2 separate regions of the Mus musculus genome follow, and region 1 is linked to region 2. The links are chromatin contacts, called in public ChIA-PET maps. All regions are on one chromosome and are shown on one strand. The core of a region is the stretch at or near the end of the contact, and the rest is flanking DNA. Distances in the headings are between cores, read along the strand shown.

The links. ChIA-PET counts read pairs in DNA pulled down with a chosen protein or histone mark.
Region 1: an SMC1A ChIA-PET map of the G1E-ER4 cell line shows a contact between it and region 2, with 14 read pairs. The contact joins two enhancer-like sites. A contact is called at or near these places in 1 of 15 datasets of contacts at CTCF or cohesin (the G1E-ER4 cell line) and 2 of 484 Hi-C or Micro-C datasets (both in the G1E-ER4 cell line).

What each region holds. Positions count from the first base shown.
Region 1 is chr6:66,049,296-66,056,236 of GRCm38.p6, forward strand. No RefSeq gene overlaps it. Among named protein-coding and RNA genes, the nearest start is that of Gm23625, 63 kb to the left of the region's middle. Within about 2 kb of position 2,581, at least 12 of the 459 cell types and tissues checked have an H3K27ac peak or open chromatin away from gene starts, as enhancers often do. A contact at or near this core is called in the G1E-ER4 cell line, where this site is marked.
Region 2 is chr6:66,285,541-66,293,326 of GRCm38.p6, forward strand. No RefSeq gene overlaps it. Among named protein-coding and RNA genes, the nearest start is that of Gm36408, 17 kb to the left of the region's middle. Within about 2 kb of position 3,426, at least 2 of the 459 cell types and tissues checked have an H3K27ac peak or open chromatin away from gene starts, as enhancers often do. A contact at or near this core is called in the G1E-ER4 cell line, where this site is marked.

The DNA of each region.
Region 1 (6,941 bases), core at 1,331-3,830, 240 kb before region 2:
TCTCCCAGCCAATTCTTGAAAAAAGTACAAAAGAGGAGTTCCAGCTTTATTATACAGTCTGATGGAATTAAAAACAAAAAGTTATAAAGATATAAGATAAAACTATACAAGTTATAAAGAGGAAAGATATAAATTATCTTAATAAAAGAATTTATATATTTGTATTTATATATTGATTTATATATTTATAAAAATTATTTCAATTAAAAAAGAATTTATATGTAAAGACTTAGATGAAAACATGTTGACAAGATAAAAAAATACAGGTTTTATAAGTTTTAAAGATCCGAAAGAGTTATTTAAGGTACATAGAGTATGATAAAAGTTATATAAAGTATATCAAGGATGAGACTTAAAATAACATATATATGATATTAAGGTTCTTGTAAGGCCAAAAGTCAACCTGTAATCTCCACCTACCTAAGGACCAGGTAACTTCTTGGGATGCTGGGAGTTGTAGTTTTTAGAAATTAATAAAGCCACATGGGAAAATATGGTGGATTAATAGTTTTATCCTTAAAAAGCCCCTACAACGTGTGTCTAGTCACTACTTGCTGGGAATTCCAGAGAGTGGTCCTGACCAAGGTCCATTCTGGCTAGCATTTAATTAAAACTTGCTTAAATTTTTGCTCAAAATGTAGAACTTGTTTATCTTTGGTGAATCTCAGTATTAACACTTTCAAGTATAAAATCAACAAGTATAAAATACTTGTTTGAATGTATGTCAAATCAAGATTTATTTTAAAATATCTTGTTATCACAATAATATATAATGGTCATAGTATCACACTGCCATAACTGATCTGGATGTTTGCCATGTGGCAAACTATACTGGTTTCTTTAACTATACTGGAATATAACTCACCATTTCTATTTGTTTGTCATTGATTGGTCAATATGGCTATGCCACTCTCATGTGAGTGACCTGTAATGCCTAAGACTTTGCGGTCCACAAGTGATTGAAGGTACCATTTCTCAAACATCATCAATTCATTCATCATTTAAGTTTTCCAGCTTCTCATCATCACAGGTACCCTGTGTGGATGGATGCTTTCCATCATGCTATAAAACTCTGTGTCCTGGTTTCAAAATGGAATTCCCCTTTGGGTGGCATGTTCCTGATTTTTAAAGAACTCTGTCCCTCTGAGTGGACAACTTGAGGTATTAGTTATCCTGTCCCAGAGGCATCCACCTGGTCTACATAAAGAAAATTTTCTAGAGTCCATTCATTGGCCTGTGATATTATCTCCAGAAGGAATTATTCAACCAAACTGGTTATGGGCTGTAGCCTTGGGCAATGTGGTCATTTATAGGATTTTTGGAAAAGATGAACATGGACATATTTTTCTATTGGGACTCACTGCTTGTGTTAATCCTCCATATTTGTTACTGATGGAGAGTCCCTCTATTTAACAAAACGGGGAATACTTCAAGTTATCTGCACCAATTATATTCTATTTAGTTGTGTGCCTTCTCCTCTGCTGCTAAGAGCCTTCTATTGCTTTGGTAGTCTTCCTTTGTTACAGGTCCCATGTATTGTAAGATGAACAACTTAGTGATTTTGGACAGCAGGTTCTCCTTGAATTACATCAGGCTCTTATTAGGGAGCAAAGATTTTTAGGTCAGATTTTAATTAGCAATATTGTGGTGGTCATTGGTATGGCATCCACAGCTGCTTCTACAACATCTCTTCAACCCCCTTCAACACCCTCCAACCTTGATTCAATATTATCATTGAAATTGTTGCATGGTGATTGTTTCAGCAATGCTGGGAAGCATTTGTTGGCTCAGAGAGTGTAGGAACCTCATCAACACTCAGACACAAGTAACTCATCTGTCCTCAAAATAGTCAAAAGGAGGAGGGAACTGTTGAGGACTAGATTAACTCAGGCTTTTCCTGAGGTCCTGATATATGGAGAAGAAACATAGTTCCTTCTCTAAACCAAAAACATGCTTGACATAACCAGCAATGAAGTGGAGCCAGAGCTGTGGGAAAGCTGAGGCTTCAAATCCTGAGAAGCCATCCCTTGCCATGTTTGGAGTTCCCAAGGCCACTGTGTACTCAGTCTCTGATGCCCTTGAGATAACCTATGTTCTCCTTCATTGATAGATTAGGTTCTTGCTGACTTTGTTCCATTTTATGACACCCTTCCGCTGACTATCCCACAGATAGTATATAAGATATTGTACTTCTTAATGAACTTGCTTGGCATAAGTTATTAGCTTGTGCAAGAACTTCTGACCCCAGATTTCCTTTCTTCTTCTTTAATTTGTCCTCTCACTCAGGACCATGCCACCTGCTGACCAAGGTCAGCTATAAAGAAATCCTCTGACAAGGGAAAGGAAAAAAGTCAGTTCTGGAAAGACCTGGTCACTGCAAACAACAGAGCAGATCCAGTGAGAGCAAGGAAAGCTGACAGCTAAATAGTTAAACATGAAGTCACTTGGGTTGTAGTTGTTTAATTGCAGCAAGATAGACTCAGTATAGGAACTGAAGTAGAAGGTAGCTTGTCTTGCTTGAGGAAAGGCTGATCAATGGAATGGAGGTAATTTATATAGCTTGCTCTGGTGCTGTCGATCTGCCACTCTCTACCCGCCTCCTTTGTGAGTACGTGTGTGTGTGTGTGTGTGTGTGTGTGTGTGTGTGTGTGTGTGGCTGGATGGCTAGCTAGCTAGCTAGCTGGCTTCCTCTCTATCTCCTCATTTCTCCCTCTCTCTCCCCTATCTAAAATCCCTGTCTATTTATCTATTACTGCGCCCCCCTTTGAGTGGTGGATAGGTCATTGTACATGGTAGATAAGCATTCTCCCACTTAAGATACACCTCAGCTCAGATCTATTTTGATCATAATTTGACTCTGAGCCTCAATTATAACCAAATTTCTCAAAAAATTAAAAGAAAATTATAATTCTAGACTAAATAATTAAATAATGCTAATATATGTATTCTTATTCCCACTCCTTTTTTTTTTTAATGGCATGCAGAGTATCTTTGTGACTAGGCAATTTAGTTGCAGAGGTTCCTCCATCTTGTATTCTTACTGACCCTATTCAGGTTTAACTAGAATCTGCTAGAATCTGATCTTTTTGATGGAGAATCCCTTGGAAAACTACCCAATTTCATTCTAGGAAACAAAGATCAAGAAATTCTAGCTAACTTATCTTGGCCTTTGTTAAAGCTGCTAGTCTGTGTGGAACCTCCTCCAGCTCACTGCTTATCTTAGTTGTCTGTCTGTGCAGAGTGCCCCTTCAGGCTAGCTAACTGCTTATCTTAGCTTCTGCTAAACTTGCTTGCTTCAAACTGCTTGTTTTTAAAAATTCTCTCCATGTTTGGACACCCTGGGCCACACCTACATCTGTACCTATCAACACTGACTATTGTCCCAGCTGGTTAGAGTAAAGACTATCAACTGGCTATATACTGTGTCTGAGTTGTCATCTTTGTTGGGTGGCCATAACATCTTCTTATACCAAAGATGCTAGAACACAGGGGTGAAGGCTGCAATATCTGTAAATGGGATTTTACCAACTGAGTTGAGGATATAGAGTGGCAAACTTCCCTTTTATGTCCTACAAGACTTGGTACCCTTTGTGTACAGACTCTGTTCTATATTCAGAATACTAAGACCAGTCTGGAAGTGAGCAGATGAAAACCTTACAACTATTGTAAAGGCTTTGATTTGAATTTTTTTATATTCAGAAAAAATTGTTAAGGATTATAGTTGGCAAAAAATAAAAGTGGTCAAATAGATTTCTATGGTATTTTGGAACAAAGTATTCTCTTTATTTAATTTATATATCATTTAATTTTTTAGAGATACTTCTGAGAAAGATTCATTTGGGTTTCCTAGATCTATTTCTAACTACAATGGAGTTAATTAAAAATGGGCTAAATTTCTCCCATACAAGAATTCATCATTGAGTATTATATTAGTTCTCGCTGAGTTGGGAAAAAAAAACATTATCTTTTTAACTTTTTTTAAAATTATAAGATAAGGAATTACAAAATGAAACCTTAGGTACATGTCCCATCTCTCTCACACACATACACACACACACACACCCCACGCTGGAAGCTAAGGACTGATAACTCTGTAAACTGCAAGATAAATTCTGCTTTTGGTTCAAAGGGACTTGAGGTGGGAAATGTATACCAAAGAGTGACAGGACACACATGAGACAGTGAACACATGCAGACAGCAGTGCCATCCATGAGTGTTTCTTCACCAAGTTTGGGAGCAAGTGACAAGATAGCCCATAAAACAACTAATACCAATCTAATGCTGTTTCTGGCATAATCTCTTTTCTTTGTGTAATGTCCTTTAATTAAAAATTGTGTAAGCTAAAATCTGTTGACAAATTTCCCTCATATATAACAAAGGACTGTGATCACTGCTTTTATTTATACACACAACTTTAAAATGTTTTGTGTGTTTTTTGTTTTGCTTTTTTTTTTTTTTTTTTTTTGGAAACATGATTTCTGTATAGCCCAGGCTGTCCTGGAACTTGCCCTGCATATACCACTGCCCAGCTAAACTTTTCAATAAATATCATGTAATTAAATGTTAATAAATGTTTAGCAGACAGAATACAAATTATCATAAAAAACTTTTAATGCCATGCCTTTTAAATGATGATTTAAACATATTCTATGAGTTGGATTTATACCTGATGGGGAGAAGAAAAGTTTTTGGTGGAAAAATCTCAACCCTTAAAGTTTTATTTTGGTTATTTGTATTAAACTATGCATACCTCATACAGGGCCAAAACAACAACAAGTGAGTCCTTTAAAATTTATTTCAAGGTAATTTATTGAAATACTTTTCCATGTCTCACTTTGAACACCTGGTGATCATACTGGTTTGTTACAGGAGTGATAATGATAAGTGTGTGGAAGTAGGTAGAACTGAGAACATATGTAAGAAAAGTTCCTGTGTTTTCAGGGTTTCTATCCCACAGAAAAATCTTTAAAACCTCCAAAAAAATGTTATTTCCTTTTTATATGTGTATACCTTATTTTAAGAAATAATTTGAATCAGATTTGACAACCTTGAAGAGTTCATCTCTATTTTACTAATTGTCCATGATTTCAAAAGAATTGAAATTTAAAAGGCCATATAATATTCTGATAATTTAAAAAATGATCTTAATACTTTAAAATTATTTTATTATCTTATGTGTATAGATGTTTTGCCTGCATGTATATATATGCAGCACACTTTTGCCTGGTGCCCATGAAGGACAGAGGAGGGCACTAGGTCCCCTGAAATTAAGTGATAAAAGCTTGTAAACCATTATGTGGGTGCTGGGAATTGAACCAGGATCCACTGGAAGAGCAATCAGTGCTCTTGATAGCTGGGCCATCTCTCCAATCTCTTGATGCATTTTTTGAAACTTGAAGGTTTGTGGTTAATATTTTCATTATACCTGGGTAAAATAATTTTTGAGATTAAGATTTTTTATTGTAATTTCATTTTAAATTTCCAGTGAAATAACTTACAATTATAATTTAATCATTAGGCTTTCTATAGGTCTGACCATTTTGTACATTTGTACTTATTTTGTGATGCATAATATTGAGTTGAATTAGGACCATCTAGAGTCTGCTGCACCTGGGGATCCATCCCAAAATCAGGCTCTAAACGCAGACACCATTGCATGCGCCAGCAAGATTTTACTGAAAGGACCCTGATATAGCTGTCTCTTGTGAGGCTATGCCAGTGCCTGGCAAACACAGAAGTGGATGCTCACAGTCAGCTATTGGATGGAATACAGGAACCCCAATGTAGGAGCTAGAGAAAGCACCCAAGGAGCTAAAGGGGTCTGCAACTCTTTAGGTGAAACAACAATATGAACTAACCAGTACCCCCAGAGCTTGTGTCTCTAGCTGCATATGTAGCAGAAGATGGCCTAGTTGGCCATCATTGGTAAGAGAGGCCCCTTGGTCTTGCAAACTCTATATGCCCCAGTACAGGGGAACACCAGGGCCAAGAAATGGGAGTGGGTGGGTAGAGGAGCAGGGAGGGGGAAGGGTATAGGGAATTTTCGCAATAGCATTTGAAATGTATATAAATAAAATAATAGATAAAAAATAAAAAAAGAATCTGTTTAATGTGCTAACTTCTATAAGAAGAGATTTTAGGTCATAAAAATGGATTTAAAATTGGCAATTGTTGAAATATTCTGGAAGATAATAAAATTACTTAAAATATTTAAATAAAATTAATATAAATGAATATAACATGATAATTATATTGTTATGTTGAAAGAAAATTAAGGGAATAACACTTCACTTACAGTTATATGGGCAAATTTAATAATCAGTTATTTAATTTTTCATATTCTATTTTGAATAAATTATGGTAATAGCTAAAGCAAACAATACTAGCATTTCTATAAATATACTTTATCATACATTTTGTTTTGCCTTTTAAAAGAGTTTTGTTTGTTTTCTTTATGTGTATGTCTGGACTTGAATGAGCTTATGTGCACTATGTATATGCAGTACCTGTGAAGGCCAGAAGAACCTGTAGGATTCCCAGGAACTGAAGTCAGAGGCAGTTGTGAGCTGCTATGTGGGTGCTGAGAACTGAATTCTGGTCCTCTGCAAGAACAGTGTGCATTCTTAACTCCTGAGCCATTTCTCTATCTCTTATTTTGTTTTTCCTATAGGGATTTATTTAAACCATCATGTTCTATGCTCATGCTTGAAACTGGAGCTTTAGTGCTTGTTCAAGGAAGTGACTGTTGAGTGAAGGCCTCACTGCTGCACTTCATTGGTCTAGCTTCATTCTACTCTTGTACCCCAGCATGCCCACAGTGTTTGCAGTATGGAGAAATATGACGCCAAGCTACAAAACCTCAATACACGCTTGACCTTTCATTTGATGACAAGTCTTACTAACAGTTAAGTAGAAATGTGCTTTCTTTTTCTTCAAGGAA
Region 2 (7,786 bases), core at 2,176-4,675:
CTGATTAAACCCAAAGAATCCTTCCTCAAGATAAAAAGAATGCGTTCCCTGCAGAGTGTGATTAGCAACCTGCCTGGTCGCACTAAATTATCCCACTCCCCACCTGTACCCCCATACCTAAGCATTCATCATAACACCCTTAGAATTATTCTAGATACTGAGCAGTTTTGCCTGTCTCACTCTGGCTTATACTAATACAACACTGGGCTTCACCTGGAGTTATCATTCATACAGTTCTTACATCCAGATCTGATAGCATTTTGCAAAGATAACAGAAAGGAATTATTTTTATTGAAATATGTTTGGCAAAAAAGCTAATATCAGATGTCTATAGCTTAAATACTTCTCAAATCTCAGTTAGTCTACCTTCTGAAAACTTTCCAGTGCTGGTAAGTGCCCTGCAAATTTCTCAGTGGATGACATATCCAGGGATGTAGCTAACAATTGCACTCATAATTATCTTTAGCATGAAATTCTGAGCCTAGTTAATTGAAACAAAATTGAAACTCAAAGAGAGACCTTTAGTGGCAGAGGACATAAGTTAATTTCCTCCCACCAAAAGGCTAATTTGGCAGTATTGGTAATTTAAGGGTCCAAAGAGCACAAGACTGTAGGGTGTAGTTCACTTTTCTCTATCTGGGTCACCAGCACAAACCCTGGGCAATATGGTAGAACAATACCACTGTAAATACAGCTGCTGAACAGAACTATGAAAATGCATACATTCTCTTCAATGTTGCTTACCAGAAAAAGTTCTAACATTGTTATACATTGCTTTCCCCTTGTCTTGGCTATTTGGGTCTTCTTCAAATGTCGTTTATGATTAAACAGCCACATACAATTAGCTGTCTTATTTTCACCTAAATGAACCAAAGCTGCAATGATAAACACATCAGCAGGCCCAGGGGTGGCAAATGCTGAGGCTATTCTAAATTAGTTGTTTACTTATATTTGTAATTATGGGCTGCAATACAGCCAGTTTGGCCCTCATACTTCCTCTTTAAAATACTGACAAAAATGTAAGGAAAAATTTAAAGGTATACTTTCAGCTATCTGCCTTTATTGTCTGGGTCAGTACAGTTCAAATATGAAATGCATCATTGTGGGCAGGTGACTGTGCACAATGAGCTCCTGAATGAAATGCACAAAACACCGAGATCCAGAGGGCCAAGGTAATTTTGAACTATGGCTAATTTATACATGCTGCTTCCCTATGTTATAAACATGGTCAATGCTGCATGTCATTGCCTTTATATTTGGTATGACTTCTCTTTTTTGTGGCTGTGTTGTATTGACATTCTTCAACAGATCAAGAGTAATACTGAGAGAGGCTGTTCCATAGAGACTAAGACTAAGGCATTATCTACCTGTCTTGTTCTTGCAATGACTAAACCAACTCAAAAAAGGAAAAAAAAATATTTTGCTATATATTCCATAGTTATAGGGAAGGTATAAGGGCAAGAGCTTGAGACAGTTGGTCCCATGTCACATTTGCATACCATCAGGAAGCAGAGAGCATTGCATGTTGTGCTCAGCCAGTTTTCTCTGGGGATCCCAGCCTGTGAAATGGCATTACCCATACTCAGTATGGGTCTTGCTGCCCCAGTTAACCAATGTACACAGACTCTCACAGGTATATCCAGATGGTAACCTAATCTAGACAGTCTCTCAAAATGCATGCATAGAGGATTGCCTCTTAGGTCATCCTAAATCTTGTAAAGTTCACAATATTAACCAGCATCCTTACTCTTGCAAGACTGTCCTTAATTTGTTCCTTTCTCCACAACGTATTTCAGTACATCTTACCCCATAATTATTGAGTCTAATTATGAAAAGACAACAGAGTGAAATGCAAATCAGTTGATATAAGAAAATTTTTTTCAGCAAGAAGAAAAGTAACAATAGATCTTCAGTACCCACTAGAGGCACTGCATTGTTACTCTGAGAAGCTGCATCATCAATGGTTAGGATAAAGTGGTATTCCCCCAAATTTGATGAAGAAAAGGCACTACCACTCTCCCCTTAAAAAGAGAGAGAGAGAGAGAGAGAGAGAGAGAGAGAGAGAGAGAGAGAGAGAGAGAGAGAGAGAATAAGATAATATGAAAAATTTGAAGACCAGAAAATTGAAGTGCCACATAGAATAATTCTAAAGAAAGTCCAGACTCCAGGGGAACAACCACAAGGCATTCTCAGTAATATGCATTCAAGGTAAATTCTGTACATCCAGCCCCCACTTAGCCTTCTTCAAGTTACTCACACAGTTGGAGCATTGCCACAGCCTCATACCATCTGTTCAGAAGCTCTATGTGAGACATAGTTAGCTTTGCTTTCAACAACTTAGTATGTAGAGATACCCTAGTGAGTTACCAATCACTACAGTGAAGTTCCAAGATAAACCTGTGCATTCCCTTGTTTCTTCATGTCCATGATGGTGTGCTGAGGAAGAGAAAACTGACAACAGAAGAGACAAAAACATTCCTAGGCTGGGGACAGACCTGATCATACAGAGCGAGGGTTCATTGTTGTTAGGTCTCAGGTTCTCCATAGATAAATGAGTTCAAGCTGGACTGTAGAAGGATTTCTGTCAGGTTACAAAGCCAGCACATGTCAGGAACTCATGAAACCAGTACCTGTCTACCAGAAGTCAATTCCCCTACATATCGCCAAGGGTCACATAACTACCTGTAGCACTATGAGCAGATCAAAGCCCGTGCTTTGCCTCCATGCTCCCTCAGTATCACAAGTTCCTGAAAAAGATTTCAAAGTCCATGCTAAGGACTGAAGAGATGGCTCGGCAGTTAAGAGGGTTATCTGCTCTTCCAGAGGTCCTGAGTTCCATTCCCAGCAACCACATGGTGGCTCACAACCATCTGTAATGTGCTCTGATGCCATCTTCTAGTGTGTAGATGTACATGCAGATAGAACATTCATATACATAAAATAAATACATGAATCTAAGTCCATGCTAGTACTCTGGCCCTTTCACCTTAGATCTGAGCCACTCCTATGCTTGCTGTTCTCATTCATTCCTCTCTTTTGATCTCATCTTGCTGTCTTCTGGCTCTCCTGCTGTGTTCTATTCTCTCTCTCTCTCTCTCTCTCTCTCTCTCTCTCTCTCTCTCTCTCTCTCTCTCTCTCTCTCATATACATACATATATATATATATATATATATATATATATATATATATATATATATATATACCCCGTCTTCCTGCTATTCTCGATCTCTTGCTCTCCCCACTGTTGTCTCCCACTGTACCATCTCACATCCTCTCCACCCTCTCACCTCTCTTGTACATATCCCTGGCCATGTCCAGTCTGTTTCTTTTATCCTGCTTTGGACACATCTTGATACCTCTGGATATTTACTCCTTCTTATTCAAAATAAAAACCCTTCCCCTTAATGATGGAGCACGCACATCAGGAGTTCCTTTACTGCATGCACCCCACCACTCTTGCATTCAACTGTTTCCTAAGAAAAACACAAGATTCAAATTCAAAAAGACTCAGAAGTAACAATATTCAGGATAAATTTTGAAATTAAACATGGAAAAAGTACTCCCTCAAAAATTTTAAAGGTTTCATAAGCCATTAAAGAAAGGCAGGACACTTCCAAGCAAATGCACCTAGACCATTCCTTAACACAACAATTCTCTTAACTCTAACCCATGATATTCCAAAAGCTTTTTTTATGCCATTATATGTTTGTGCATCTCATTTTTAAACAACAACTCTAACTGCCTGTCCTCTGCCTGTACCTCAGGGGTTGGCCTGAAATTCAGATTCCATCTGATAACAGTGTTATCTTTTTGGGTTGGTCGAAGTGAGTAATCTGCTGAGTTAATAGATTATGAAAGGGTTTTATCTATTGGTCACAGATGTTAGTTAAGCACTCTAGAAGTGTAACATAATAGTTCACGTCCCATGCCCCACCTGCCACTAAGAATATATCCTCAAGAAGTAAGCAACGTGAAAAAGATGGTGTGGAAGCAGTGAGAAGTTTTAGTGAACATACCACATGTAACATGCATTTCTCCCCAAATAAAACACATAATACATAGTAAAGTTTATAGGACATATTTTACTTTAGAATATATATTTTGCTCTTTCTATTTTAGTATATAAATTTGTAACATTTTTGATAGACACATATTTATTGACTTAATGAACCATAACTTTTAGCACTCTACCATTATAATTTTTAAAACTATCCTAAGTTTTCTATTTTAGAAGACATTTTTTGTCAAGAACCCTGTGGGTTATGAGACTTACACTACCTATAAGTTAAGTTAAGCTAGCCTAAGTTTTCTGGATGCTGATAAAAGACAGAAGCCTCCTGGGTCAGAGACAATGGTTTCTGTTGTTTAGAACACAGCAGGAAAAAAGAACTTTGTCTTCATGTCAGTTTCTCTACCCCTCTGAGTCCCAGAACACATTGGTCAAGTATATGCTGGGAAGGCAATGAGTTTATGTTAAAAATAGGGCACCCCAAGATTAGAGAAACCTAATTTTTTATAATTGTACAAATTTTCCTCTAGAGGGCTATGTAGCGCTCTCTATCTCTGTCTCTCTCTGTCTCTGTCTCTCTCTCTTTTCTCTTTCTCTCATCTCTCTCTCTTACTCTGCCTCGGTCTTTCTCCCTCTCTGTCTCTCTGTCTCTGTCTCTTGTGTTTGTGTGTGAATATGTATGTGTGGTTGCTGTGTTTATGTCTCTCTCTCTCTCTCTCTCTCTCTCTCTGTGTGTGTGTGTGTGTGTGTGTGTGTGTGTGTGTGTGTAGTTGCTGTGTGAATGTACTGGTAAACTTACCCTCATGGATGAGTGGGAAACACACAGGTCAACATTAGGTATATTTCTTTATTAATCTGCCGTAAATTTTGAAACAGGACCTCTCATTAACTTGGAGCTCACAATCTCATCTACACTAGTTATCAGCAAGCCACTGGGATTCACCTGTCTCTGAACCCCTCTGCAGCACTGGGGTAAGAGACAGGCCCCGCTGTGCCCAGCTTGTACATGGCTTCTGGAGATCTGAGTTCAGGTCCTCTTGCTTACATAGCCAGCACTTTACCGACGTTGCCATCTACCAAGTCTTGTTTCTCAAATCTTTTAGGCAGCAAACTCCTCCCCTAATGCAGAAAGAAACACACTGTCTGCCTCTTCATGCTATGCCCACATGAAGAACACTGCAGAACAAGAGGCTGCCCAGGATGCTACTCTCAACGTGTGCAGAAGCATAAGAGATTCAAAACTGTCTTCCTATACTTGCAGAGTGTCATTCAGGCCCTCAGGGCTTCCCCAGTTATTATGTATTTGATTAATATACTTCCATTTTGTACCTTGGGGTGTGATAGTATATTGAAAAGACAATGAGGATTTGTATAAAGCACAAGTCAACTCTAATATTGATTTATTGATGTGTTTAGAGAGCAATCTGAATGGATATTCTTCAGTTGCTAATAATTCCTGTTTTTATCTGTAGGATTTTGACTAAGCCAAATTTAAATTTACCTTTCTACATAGCTGTAACATTGTTATTATATAAAACAATACACCATTGTAACCTACATGAGTATACTTTTTAGATAGCTATTTAGCAATCCTTTATTTTTGAAAAAAACTTTTCTAGCAGTTAAATAATTGTCATTTTCAGCAAGGGTGAGCTATAACCCAGCACGGCTTCAAATTATCAAAACAGTTCCTAAGTAACATCAAAGTAAGTCTCCTGGGAGCATGCAGTGACAAAACCCGGTCACTGACCGATCTACTAAGCGCATGCACTTGTGATGAAATAAAACGAATCCTTCTACGCTAAGGGAAATTGCACACCACTGGGTAAAGTGTCTTGTTTATTTGTAAACAGCCATGTTTAGCTAAACCTGCTATCTTCACCAGTCCTCTTTACCAGCTTAATTCACTCTTGATGTCACTCAAAGACGACTTTCTGGTTGTATCTGGACACACTGATGTCTCGATTTTCTTGACAATTTGAAATAGAACATGTTCATAAGATGCGATATGAATTCAGGGGCATAGAAATATTTGACCTCTTAAGAAAACAGGGCTGGGATAAATTTACCAAAGCTTGAATTATTATGAAAAAGAAAAGCTGGCCCCTGGGACCCAGAAACCACGAAGATACACTCTGATTGGAAACTTTGACAGAGTCAGCTAGGTGAGAGCAGTGACCACAGCATTCCTCCCAAAACACTGGATCGTGCAAGTACTGCTAGACCACAATGGAAGCTATTTCCCACAGAGCCCTCCATGTGCTTATTTTGGTGAAGACACTAAACTGTAAGTCAGGAATCATATAATTCTCCACAGAAGCACAGAGAGCAAGAAACCCCAAGGAATTCTAACTATTCCCTAAAATTTGACAAGCCATACAAATCCATTCATTCAAAACTATGTGCCCAGGGCCAGCAATGAGCAAGGAACTTGAGATCCCAGTAATCAAGCAGGGGATGATGAGCAGTGCCTTTCTTATGAAGTCCTCGGACTGTATATCCTATTGTGGGGAGGGAATATAAGAAGGAGGATATGTAGTTTTGTTATCTTCTGTAGCAATAATCAAAATAATTTCACTGATAATATGACTTTTCCATGAGGAAAAACTAAACAGAAAAGGAGAGAATTCTTACTTCAGCTTGGCAGCCTTAATAATTTCCCCATAATAGTCTCCAACTTACAACTCAGGTAATAAACAAGGTGAAGCGTAAGAAGAAACACAATCTTCATCCCTCAAAGTGCTGAAAAGAAATTTGTTAGGGAAGGGGATGAAACTGGTCCTCTCAAAAGATGCCTCAAAGACTGAGAAGCACAGGAGAAACTCAAGGGAAAGGCTCTTGTCTTCCCCATCCTCCCCTGTAAGTTTCCTTTGTATGCAATCCCTACTCCACAATTCACTGTCTTCAGACCAGGACCCTTGTCTCATCACACTCACATCCCATAATATTGTGTCTTTCTACAAAGAGGCTTACAGATCTTTGGGACCTGGCAGCCTGTGAAAACTCATATAAAAAAATTAAATAAATTCATGTACCTTTTTACTATTAATTTGCTCACATCAATTTTATTTTCTCATCAGAAGCAGACCAGAAAAGGACAGAAAATGTTGGGTTTTGTTTGTTTGTTTGTTTGTTTGTTTGTCTTGAGAGGGAGTCTCACTATGTCAATCAGATTGGACTCAAACTCACAGAGCTCCCCTGCCTCAGTCTCTTAAGTGATGGGATTAAAGGTATGTGAAATCACACCAGGCTTAGCCTTCCCTTTCAAGTTATTGGTTCCCAGTGCACACAATATTTATATAAAATAGAATCATATCACTGATGTTACCTTCGTATGCAACATTTTATTTAAGAAACCACAAGAAGCTTACATAACTTTGCATATTCTATATGATATTTTGAAGCATCTATGAGGATCAGGAGAAATTTTGCTTGGTTTTTGGCAAACTACACATGATATGTAAATCCCAGCATGATTAATGTTCCCAAAATAAATGTTTCCAGAAATTCTTTATGGCTAAAGAGTATTATCATGTAGATTAGACAAATTATTGTGTTGGGTATAATTTCAGGAACGTCTACTCTCAATGAGTAATAAGAAAGCAATTTGTCTACATGTAATTTGAGGCTCTCAGCTCAAAGCCATAGCTTTGCCACTAAAAAATTGGGGCCTGAAGAATATCCTCTAGGGTAGTCAGTATGTTTCTGTTGAAGGGATGTGTTGGAATCACACTTCCTATTTCCTGCCATTTCCACGGGGGAGAAAAAAGTCCTGT